Linked DNA regions of Zea mays: regions 1 and 2 are each linked to region 3. Evidence: chromatin contacts called from public Hi-C data. All regions are on one chromosome and are shown on one strand. Each heading gives the region's core, a stretch centred on a gene start, on an enhancer-like site or on the middle of the called end of the contact. The rest is flanking DNA. Distances are from core to core; before and after follow the strand shown. Region 1 holds the start of LOC100274146. Region 2 holds the start of LOC100191165 (2-dehydro-3-deoxyphosphooctonate aldolase). Region 3 holds the start of LOC103650611 (AP-2 complex subunit sigma-like).

Evidence for each region. Hi-C and Micro-C count contacts between places; a contact is called where the count stands out from the background.
Region 1: a Hi-C map of bundle sheath shows a contact between it and region 3, with 2.4 times the contacts expected there. The contact joins the promoter of LOC100274146 here to the promoter of LOC103650611 in region 3. A contact is called at or near these places in 7 of 25 Hi-C or Micro-C datasets (bundle sheath, ear, leaf and 2 more).
Region 2: a contact with region 3 is called in a Hi-C map of leaf, with 9 times the contacts expected there. The contact joins the promoter of LOC100191165 here to the promoter of LOC103650611 in region 3. A contact is called at or near these places in 4 of 25 Hi-C or Micro-C datasets (ear, leaf and tassel).

The regions. Positions count from the first base shown.
Region 1 is chr3:138,756,531-138,759,988 of Zm-B73-REFERENCE-NAM-5.0, forward strand. LOC100274146 reads right to left here and starts at 2,132. Exons shown (of 3, transcript NM_001148524.1): 1 at 1,832-2,132; 2 at 802-1,107; 3 at 1-710. The coding sequence starts at 1,107.
Region 2 is chr3:138,023,379-138,026,976 of Zm-B73-REFERENCE-NAM-5.0, forward strand. It overlaps LOC100191165 (2-dehydro-3-deoxyphosphooctonate aldolase), which reads left to right and starts at 2,332. Exons shown (of 14, transcript NM_001136600.1): 1 at 2,332-2,442; 2 at 2,560-2,616; 3 at 2,949-3,046; 4 at 3,137-3,233. The coding sequence starts at 2,578.
Region 3 is chr3:138,393,092-138,397,039 of Zm-B73-REFERENCE-NAM-5.0, forward strand. LOC103650611 (AP-2 complex subunit sigma-like) reads left to right here and starts at 2,032. Exons shown (of 6, transcript NM_001324270.1): 1 at 2,032-2,184; 2 at 2,271-2,369; 3 at 2,497-2,547. The coding sequence starts at 2,182.

The DNA of each region.
Region 1 (3,458 bases), core at 882-3,381, 360 kb after region 3:
AACCGTTCCTCAGCCGTTTCCATGGTCAGGAACATCTCCCTCTGTTCTCTACTGACAAACAGTTCAGTTGCGATGAAATGCTCATTGCTTCCACACCGTGCTCCGCATTCCCAGACAAGTGTCATAACATCCTGGATGCTAGGCCATGGCACCAAGTCAGCTTGGGAGCTGAACTTTTTGAAAGTATCCTGTGCTTTCTGAGCCAGCTCAGTTATGCGATACAAATGAGCTTGCATGAGCAGAGCAGTTTCAGCCTTGTTTTTCTTGTTCTTCTTTGTAGCACTGAAACTAATCGGTCTCTTCTTCCTGTTTGAAGTATACTGAAACACAGGCTCTTGATAAATGTCATCATTATCTTCAGTGTTGTTGTCCAATCCATCGAGGTTCACACCATTCATGGGGATTTCTTGAACACTTCGCAAATCATGTGCGGGTAGTGGCAACTGATCCATCCCATTCATGGGGCTGTATGGACCAGATGGCAAACCATGTGCAGTCACAGGCGAATGATCCACTCCATTGAGCGCGCAGTCTGGAGCAGATGGCAAACCAGTTGCAGCCGGTGGCGAATGATTCACCCCATTCTTCGGGCTTTCCGGCGCAGGCGGTGAAGGATCCACACCATTACTGGTGATGTAGTCAAACATTACATTCAACTTATCCTCATGATGTAGACCGCCATGTCGAAATTTCCTTGCACCCGGCAGCTCCTACCAGTAATGAAAAGGAAAGGGTGTCATGCAACTAAAATCACTGAATCAGTATAAAATATGGAATCAGTTTAATTTACGCACAACAAACCTTATTGATCTTCTTCCACCATTCTTCGTCAGCAACAAATGTCCCCTTTGCTGTGTCCCAGGGTAAACCCTTCCCTACTACAAGCAACTTCCTCCAGGTGATGTAATCATTCTTAAACTTGTCCCATTTGTTCTTAAGCTGCAATTTTGTATAGAGAAGCTCTGTCCTCTGCTGAAACTTAGCCGCAACTTGGCGGTAACCAATGTTGTTCAGATGCGTGTTTGGCCTGTTCCCAGCCCGAACTTGTTCTTCAAAGAGTTCGCAGACAATCCTAGTGTGTTCATCATTCCACTCGGCTTCTGGCATCTGCACTAACAACACACATTGAATAGCATCAGCAACATACAATTGTGACATGCAAAGTGAGCGATTCTGCAGGCGAACATAGTGATAGATACAACACAACAGCAAACAGAGGTCACTCCCAAAAGATGTCAATCCTAACGCTGTTGTAGAAAATTAGAGACAGTATCTGAACAATAATGCTATATAAAAACTTAAAACGACACTGATAGTGGCTATACTAGGCTACTTTCGTACGATGTTTCAGGTTTAACCTACAATATTTTAATGCTAGAAACTACGAAACAGTGAAGGGCCTGAACAACGACCCTGCACATACAAGACTGCTGTAGAAAGATGTTTAAGCTTTTTTTCTACATAATATTGCACAAACCACATCACAGGAAAGATGAAGGGAGAAGTGTGAAAGTGTATGCGAAAGGCCACATCACTAAACCGCGCACTCATGGAATTAGAGTATAGTGCAAGTTCGACAAGTAAAATGCAAGTGTTCTGTTCAATTGTGCGGGCAGCAAACGTCAGAGAAATTCATTGTATTGAAAATCAATAACCCATCCTGCAGCTAGTTGGTCTCGATGGGTCTGATCACCCGTTCAGGCAAGGAATTTTCTGGAATTTGTTGTTGGATTGCTCGAACCTACCAAAAATTAAGGGCGCAACCGTAGAAACCCTAGCTAGAACAGAGAATTCAATTTCAATCTGCCAAGCAACGTTAGGGCTTCCTTACCCGAACGACGAAAAGGTGAGGACGAATTCGAACCGAGTCCGGTCCGATTCCCGCTCCGCTCAGCAGCGACCCAGCAGCACCAGCGGAGCGCGGCGAGGCGAGGAGGTGATGGCGGCTGCTATCCTAGAGAAATCCTCGCTCGACTGAGCGGCGCGCTATGATTCAATGGGCGTGGGAGCGCGCTCAGCGGAGGGGTCGGTGGTGCGGGCAGGCCGGGTGGGCCGGGAGAAGAAGAAGCAACACCCGCCAGCCGGTCGGTGGCCTCGCCGCGCCGGCGCGGGGGGAAGGGCTGGAGTGTGACGAGGCGGTGATTCGGTGAACGGGGGTGTTCGTTTTTTTAGTTTGTATCAGATGGGATATTTTTAATTAAAGTAACTAATATGCAAGCAGGTACTATGTACAATCACGGTAGATATTTTGATCTATTAAATCTAGATGTAACGCTAGATTATATTTAACATTTAAACCCTTTCATCACCACCTGATATAGCTTTATAAAAAAACTCTCTAACAAATCATAATTGTATCTACCGTTGGATATAGATCTAACGAACTAAAAAGTCTGCTTGCACGCTTGCACCTAGTACCTGCTTACATATTAGTCGTTGTCTTTTATTAATTAGGGCTAGTTTAGAAACCAGAAAACCGGAGAAGATTGGAAGAACTAAGGGTGTGTTTGGTTGAAGAGTTAACTAAAATGGAGAGACTCCATTCCGATTTTTTAGAATAGAGTCGTTCTATTCTACGTTGGCTGTGTGTTTGGTTGAGTTGTGGAGAAAAATATAGTGACTCCATTCCTATTTTTTGGATGTTTGGTTTACAACAAAACAGGAGCGGAATGACTCCTGGAGTCACCATATGGAAATTTAACATAAATAGTTATAATGCTCCTACTCCACAAAAACGATCGGATACGAGCGATCTCTTAGATGTGAGCGCTTTCCTCCCTCTCCTACCCTCTACACTCAATCACTCATATAGATCTCCAACCAAACAGAGAACGGAACGACTCTGCTCTATTCTACTCTTCAACCAAACAAAAAATGGAACGGCTTTGTTCTGTTTGTCAAACACGGAATAAAACGGCTCTATTATCAAAAACTAGAATGGAGCCGCTCTATTCTAGTTGACTCTCCAACCAAATGTGCCTAAAATCCTTTATTATTCAAAATAGTCCTTATAGTGACAATTATGTCGGGGGAAAGATCCCAAACCCCTGGCCCCACTAGTCAGTAGAAGGATGAGAAAAGGATCTGTCTCGAAAGAATCCGATCTCGGATAGTCTTGAGGCATCGAGCCTGGATTCGGACGAGGTGGGGGCCAGAAGGGGGTCGGGCTGATCGAGGGGAAACCACTTGAGTGGATTCTACATTTGATCTAGGATTGACCTGTCGTAAGTGACCGACCGCATTAACTGCACATGACACCGAGCCACAGTGAGAGAGTCGATCCACCTTCCACTCATGACCTATGGGCCCCTAGGCCTACGGCTCGCTCATGACTTACCGAGCCTAGGCCTGAGAGCACTAGCTGTCTACAGGGGCCGCAACACGACAAGTCGCGATGAGACCCAGGCTATGGAGGTCAAGGCTCAGTGTGGCACATAGACGGTAACATTGATGCCGGG
Region 2 (3,598 bases), core at 1,082-3,581, 370 kb before region 3:
AATAAAGAAATACTTCTTTATGCTATTATTTGAGCACTGTGTGACGATGTTCAGTTATGTAATCGCTGTGTACCTGAAATTATGATCCTGGCACGTATATGGTTCGCATTCAGTTTGCATTCTAAAACTGGGTGTGACATCTGTGCGGGGTTGATAGGGTTGGGCATTTTTTTACAAACACCCAAAAATCGAACTGAAATTTTAAAAATCGAACCTAAAGTTTGGTGTTACAGTGTTCGGTGTCAGTTTTGATTTTGAATCTTGCAAACCTTGGATTATAGTTTCTTATTCGATTTTTGCACCGTAGGAAACCGAAATAATAAAAAATCGAATCAACTCACTGGCTATTGGCACGAGTGGTCAACCCACGCCCCCACCATATACGGGTGCAACCGTGCATAGGCACAGTCCACAAGCGTCCACGCCAGTATGCCACACAAGAGAAGTGAGAGATCGAGACCCTGTTTGGAAGTAAAGTATTTGAAAAGTATAGTTGTGGAATGCTATAGTTTTGAAATGGCAAGACATACTCACAATTTTTTTACCACAATATTGAAAACTTTGATATGGAGATAAATTTTCAAAACTGTGAAAGTACTACACCATAGCCAAAACTCTAATTTTGAAAATAGAGTTTTTGAAAAGTCTAACAAACACTATATTGGAAAAATATCATACCTACAATATTTTCAAAAAAGGGAGAAAATACTACACTTCCAAACATGCCCTCAGAGAGAGAGAGAGAGAGGCACACAACACAGTCAAACCCTAATCTCTGCACCCTCATTGCGCCTAAGCGCAGGGGCGGGCCCCACTAGATTCAATGGTATTCATATGAATACCCATTATTTTTGGCAAAAAAAATCAATAGATACTAATATACATGTATGTGTACACAGTAAATAGAAAACGAATCAAGATTTGTGCTCATTTGGGCTGAAAACGTTACTTTTCCAGCCTCCACCCAAGCTAGCACAATAGGTTTAGCGTGGCCCATTCTCAATTAGCACATATTTTCATCTCTCAAGTGGCCTAGTCCTAAATTCCTAATTCCCAAACCCCACGCTGATAGCAGGCAGCATCAGCCGCCGCCGCCTGCCTACCACTACGGGCCTACGGCAGCCACTGCGGCTAGTCCTGCAGCGCGACGCCGCGACGACGCGACACAGGCACACAACGAAGGTGACACGGCGCCTCAGCCCTCAACTAGCGGTCAGCTGGTCAGGCCTCAGCCGCTGTCGCCTCGCCTGTCGGCCATCGGCGGCTCGGCACCTAGGCCCCAGTCGGCCAGTCCGGCGTCCCCAGGGCCATAGCCCGACAGCCGCACAACCTTCAGACTTCAGTTTTGAAATAGTTGTATGCAAATATGTAGTTTGTGTTTAGTTAGCCTAGAATTTTAAATTATGATGACTAGTTATTAAATCAGTTATGCCTATATTGTTTATGCTTAATTCTATGTTATATATACAAATAATTACTCCTATCTATGCCAATAGAAAAACTTTAGTCTTTAAAAATCATTATCCTATAAAATTTTCGAATACACACCTTCTAAATTCTGGACGGTCACTGCCTAAGCGCCAGGCCACTGTGGTACACCTAGTTCGTCCACCAGTCGCCAGCCTACCTCGTCCACCCGTGGGCCTCGTCCTTATCCTCGTTCACCTGCGACGCACCACGCCCTCGTCTAGATCCAGTCATCCTCGTTCATCGGCAGACCGACACCGGCCAACCACGCCCATTGCCACTGGCCAACCTCGTTTTTGTCCACGGTCGGTGTGTAGTATACTACTGCATCGTTTATGTGTGGTGCGTGTTGGCAAGTATGGTTAGCAGCTTGTATGACGATGCAACAACTTGATCCATCGTGCCTGTGCGCTTGGCAGCTTGTTGTATAAGCTTAGCAGTTGGCAGCAAACAAACACCTCATAGCATAAAATAATAAAATACTACTGTATTATCTAAAACCATGGTATTACATAAAAACTGTAAAAATATTTCACCCCAAACAGACCATTAGGATTACTTTGGGAACCTCAAACCTCCTTCGAATTGGAGGGGATTAAAATGGAAATAAACTATTTTTTTTAATCCCAATCAATTCCGGGATTTAAGTTTCCAAACTAGTCCTTAGTTGTTTCGGTTTCGGTACCAGTTTTGAGGGCAAAAACTTTCGGTTTCGAACTGTGTCTGGGTGGATGTGATTGGGCTGAGCCTGCGACCGTCCGGCCCACAGCATTTTCGGCCTGTGTCCATTCAACTCGTTAGAGCTCGGCTTAAATTAGCCAACCGGTCCTCCGGTCGCTGTCATCCTCAGCCTCAGCTCAGTCTCTTCCACTCTCCCTTGACCTGTCTCCTTCACCTGCTGATTGCTGTGCCGCTCCGCTCCGCTCCGGTGGCATCTGCATCTGCATCTCCATCCCTCGATCTGTCTTCTCTCAGGTTCGTGCGCTTCATCCGCCCTCCCGTGCTTCCGCTGCATTTCTTTCTCGTGATCTTGGGGGGTTCTAGGACAGGGACGGCCGGACGGGCCTTGATGTTTTTGTTGTGCCGCCGCAGGGTGGAATAAGCGTGACAATGGAGGCTCCACCCGTGGCGCTGTTCGACACCCTCAAGGTGCGCACTGAGAGTTGCTTTTGTAATTCTCACCATCATCTTGGATGCGGCATTTCATCGATCGTCCTGCGAGCTGTTCGGTGTTTAAATTCTTGCCCTTTTGTTTCTGATGTGATATGGTAGCAAATCTTATTAGCTTGTTCGAGTGGATCTGAGAATGTACAGTGGAATTCCAAGCAATGTATTTTTTGGGTTAAAAGGAATGTCGACCGTGATGTATCGAGTCTGTGGTAGTTTCTTCGTTTGCCCTCACATGAATGATATAAACGACAACTTTTGTGATCATGTATTATGTACTGTGTGTTTTTTTATCAATCTGATTCTTGCAACAGGCAGCCAAACCGTTCTTCTTGTTGGCTGGTCCCAACGTGATTGAATCGGAGGAGCACGTCCTGAAGATGGCCAAACACATCAAAGCAATTACGACCAAGTGAGCACGAAGTGGGGATCAGTCTTTTTTTTTCTAACAAAACCGGGGCTAAATTAAACCTACACTGTTGCCTTTCCCTCTCCATGATAGGCTTGGAATTCCGCTCGTGTTCAAGTCCAGCTTTGATAAAGCAAACCGTACATCATCAAAATCATTCCGTGGTCCTGGTCTTGAAGAAGGTCTTAAGGTGAGGCATGTTTTATTCTTCACACTAGGCATTTCCTAGTTTTGATTACGTTGGTCTTCAGTACAATGTGCAAATTCATGTCAAGCCATATGTGACACTAGTTTAGTTCTCTGCAATATCATATGATAATTAAATTGGACATATTTTTAGCATCAGTGATTATCTGGATTTCTGGGAAGGGGCTGGACAACTAAAATCACCTGTTCAAATAGAGTGGGATATTCTTATTTTGGTCTAGGCTGAGATTCTAGGAGAAACATTAACAGTTAGCCATAACTTGGGATTTGATCAAGTACCAATGTCACTTTACTAACTTCTGTTCCATCAGGTGTTATGCCTTTGTCTCTGTATGACTGTATGTTACC
Region 3 (3,948 bases), core at 782-3,281:
ACACTGTGCATGGTCCAGTGCGCCATCGAACCCTGCCACATCAGTACCATGTCGGAGTAGCTGTTGAAGTTGAATCTTCTCGTTGAACGATCAAACGGGTTCGATGCACACCAAACTCATCCTGGCTGCCCTTCTCCGAAGTGTCCAAATTACACCCTCTCTATATAAACGGTCCGATGCACACCAGACTAGTCCGAATGACCAAGTCACCTAAAGTTTGTTTTACAGCTTCTCTAGGTAACAATCCAGTGCACACCGGACCCATCCGGTGACCCACTAAACAGACTTCCTAAGTCAATTTTGCACATATGTTATCAGATTGAATTTGACTGGCCTGAAGAGTCTCCCTATGACTTAGAAAAACATGTCTAGAATAATTAAATTCTCTAACTTATATTCCTGTTTTGGCTCAAACTAGCTCCAAAAGAGTGAAATGTTGAAACTAAGCTATCCAAGGTGAGTCAAATAAGTTCCTATGGGTATTTAGAACTTCTCGAAAGTATAGAACTAGTGCTAGCTCATCTATTCCAAGTTTTACCCCTTTTTGGTTGAATTTGAGCTAATTCTAACTTAGAAACTGGATTGTTGAACTTATGAACCTATGAATCAAATACTAAGAAAACAAGTTAGTATGAATAGTTGTGATCGTCATCAAGCACCAAAATCAATACCAAGAGCACTTGACACTCATACACTCTACCACAACGTATTCTAATCATTTTAGTGAGATTCGAGCACCGTGCTGAGTTGTTCTTGTCATTATGTGAGAGTGTGCTCTTGTGATCTTCTTTCTTGTGTTGTGTGGCTGTGTTTGCTCTTATCTGTACTATTCTCTCTCTCTCTATTTGATGTACTTTGGAGCTATAACTCATTCTTTTGTGTATGTCTACAAGAGACTCTAACGTGGGGAGATTACTTGTGAGGGGATTATTATTGATATAAGGAAGATTGTGGCACTCAAGTTGATCATTGGACCACTTAATAGGTGTCGAGTGCAACAGGAGCGGATCTAGATAAAACAGTCATTGGTGTCGTCTCCATTAAGTTATAGTATCATCAATTCATTTAAACACTAACAAGCATACATTTTAATGGAGATTACTAAAATCTATTGGTGTCACATGACATCGCAAAAAATGCCCTCGATCTACCCCTGGAGTGCAACACTTATCCATTAGGACACCATAATATGGAGTAGGTAAGAATTTGAGGCATGACCGAAACACGAGAAAATCGCCATGTCTCTTGTGCTCCATTCTTTGCGATTGTTCTTCCTCTCTCTAAGTTCTTTCATTCACTTGCGATATTGCTCTAAGTTTATTTAACATCTTGTAAGAGCAATCAAGTGAAGAAAACTTCTCTCATCTTTCTCACTCCGACTTGATCGAGTTTTGCACTAACTTTGTATTTGGACCAAGTTTGTGTTTAAAGTTGTGTATTTTAGGCATCATCTATTCACTCCCCTCTAGATGACTCTCATTCTGCATGGACCGAACATACTTGGGCAGATTAAAAGGCTTGACCCCTTATTCCCTATGTGAATTATCTGATTGGTGAAGTGATTTAGCAACTTAGGTGGGTGTACCAATGGGAGGAGCCTACATACTACCAAAATATCGGTGGATTTGTAGAGTACGATTTCTGCGTGGACCAAATAAACTTGGACATAGTATAAGGCGTAGTTGATGCGTAAGCAAGGTATGATGTTGCTCTCATCCAAGAAGTGTCATATAGCATACGATGAGTGGAATGCATACCCGTGGTAATGATTTTCATCGAATAGAGTATTGCAACTTTGATGTTATTTTTGAACTATGAAATCGTGACATGTAATGTATTTAAACCGCTAAATATTGTTATTGAACTTGTGATAACATTTGATTTTTTTTTAAAATTTTTGTAAGTCTAATGTGTTTTATTTGACAAAAACAAGAGGTTTAGTTTCCTCCTCTCTGCTGTATCGGTTGAATAATCTACTGAAAACCGATCCAATTCAAAATTTGATTTGGATTAGAATTTAGCTGATTTCTACATGTTTTTACCGATTAATCGTGATTAAACGGAAATCGGCGGGGGCTGGTTTTTGAGGGGTTACCGGTTTGGTGCGTTTTCATTTCCCCGCCGCCTCCAGATCACGACTCTGTCCTTCCCAATTCTCAGGCAACCCCGTCGTCTTCCGCCATGGTAACGAACTCGCATCCGATTTCCCCAATACTTTCTTCGATTCTTTCCTGTTCCTCACCTTGGTTCGATCTGCCACGCCGGTGCAGATCCGGTTCATCCTGCTGCAGAACCGGCAGGGGAAAACACGGCTGGCCAAGTACTATGTCGCTCTCGAGGACTCCGAGAAGCACAAGGTTGAGTACGAGGTGAGCCTGCTGGACTGCTGGTGGAGAAGAAAGATTTGATCTTGATGCCGGATTCTGGTTCCGTCTTTGATTTGGGCGGTGCTGACTCCCTGTTGCTGTTTCTTGGCCTTGGTTGTGGTGAATCCAGGTGCATCGGCTCGTGGTCAACCGGGACCCCAAGTTCACCAACTTCGTCGAGGTGGGTGCTTTGAGCTCTTGATTTGGATTCCAGTTGTGCTTAGGGTATTTTGTCATGAGATTGGGGATATTGTTTGGAAGAAAGTGATAATTCATATCCTTATTCCGAGCTACAGAATAGCTCGCCTAGTTAATAAGTTCGTAAATTTTGTGTGTAGCCGTGTGATACATGATACACATAGATCACTGATCGAGATGGTCAAATGATTGATTAAAATGAGTGTATTTGCTTTTACCACTTATCATCGAGACTTGCTTAGTAATTTAAGTTTTGACGAAGAATCTCCCCATATTAGGCTGCTAACCAGGAACATCACCGTGGGTATGCACATGTCTAAACTCTAAAGTTTTACATGATACATTAACTTTTCGTAAACTACAAATAGATCCAAAGAACCCATGCTTGAAGCCTTGAATAGAAGATTGTTAATATCTAATGGAAACTTGAATTCATAATGCGTTCCCCACCTTTGAAACACTTGATTACATCATCACTAATCTTTGAAAAGAATTCTAGTCAGGGTTTCTATTTTATGCCTATCCTGTCTTTCTTTAGTGAGCCCAATTTAACTCTTGTGCCTGCGCCCATAGGTCTTCCTGTAGAAGAATGAGTCCACAACACTTCCCCCCTCCCCCTGGAACAGCTCGTCCTCGAGCTGAAACACCGGATATTCTTTCTTGAAGTCTTCTAGTGAAATCCAAGAAGCATCAACAGCTGCCTGTCCGTCCCAATGTACCAACAATTCCCATACGCCATGTTTGAGACGAGCACGAATGATTTGCAAGGGTTTAGGAACCACTCTGCCATGCACAAGAGGTGGCAACTGCACTGGATCACCCACCGGAGGGGTACCCACGAAAGGCTTAAGAAGAGCCACATGAAACACATTATGGATGCGAGCTGCTGCTGGTAAACGAAGACGATAAGCTACTGATCCAATCTGCTCTAGTACTTCATAAGGTCCAAAGTACTTAGGGCCCAGCTTAGTGGCACGAGCTGGAGTGATACCCACGGCTGTGCGGTGATGCAAACGGAGCCAAACCCAGTCTCCTACTGCAAAGACAACCTCCCGGTGCTTCTTATCATGCTGAGCACGCATTACCTCCTGAGCCAACAATAACCGATCACGGATTTCAGCAAGGAATTCATCTCTATCTCTGAGTTGGGCTTCTACTGCTGCCACCTTTGCCGCCCCCTGTTCAAATTGCAGCAAGGTTGGTGGAGGCCGGCCATAAACCACCTGGAAAGGAGAAACACCAATAGCTGTCTGGAAGGAAGAATTGTAGCAAAATTCTGCCCACGGTAACCACTGTAGCCAAGAACGAGGTCGATCTCCTGCTAAGCAACGAAGATACATAGTGATAATGCGATTAGTGACCTCCGACTGCCCATCCGTTTGTG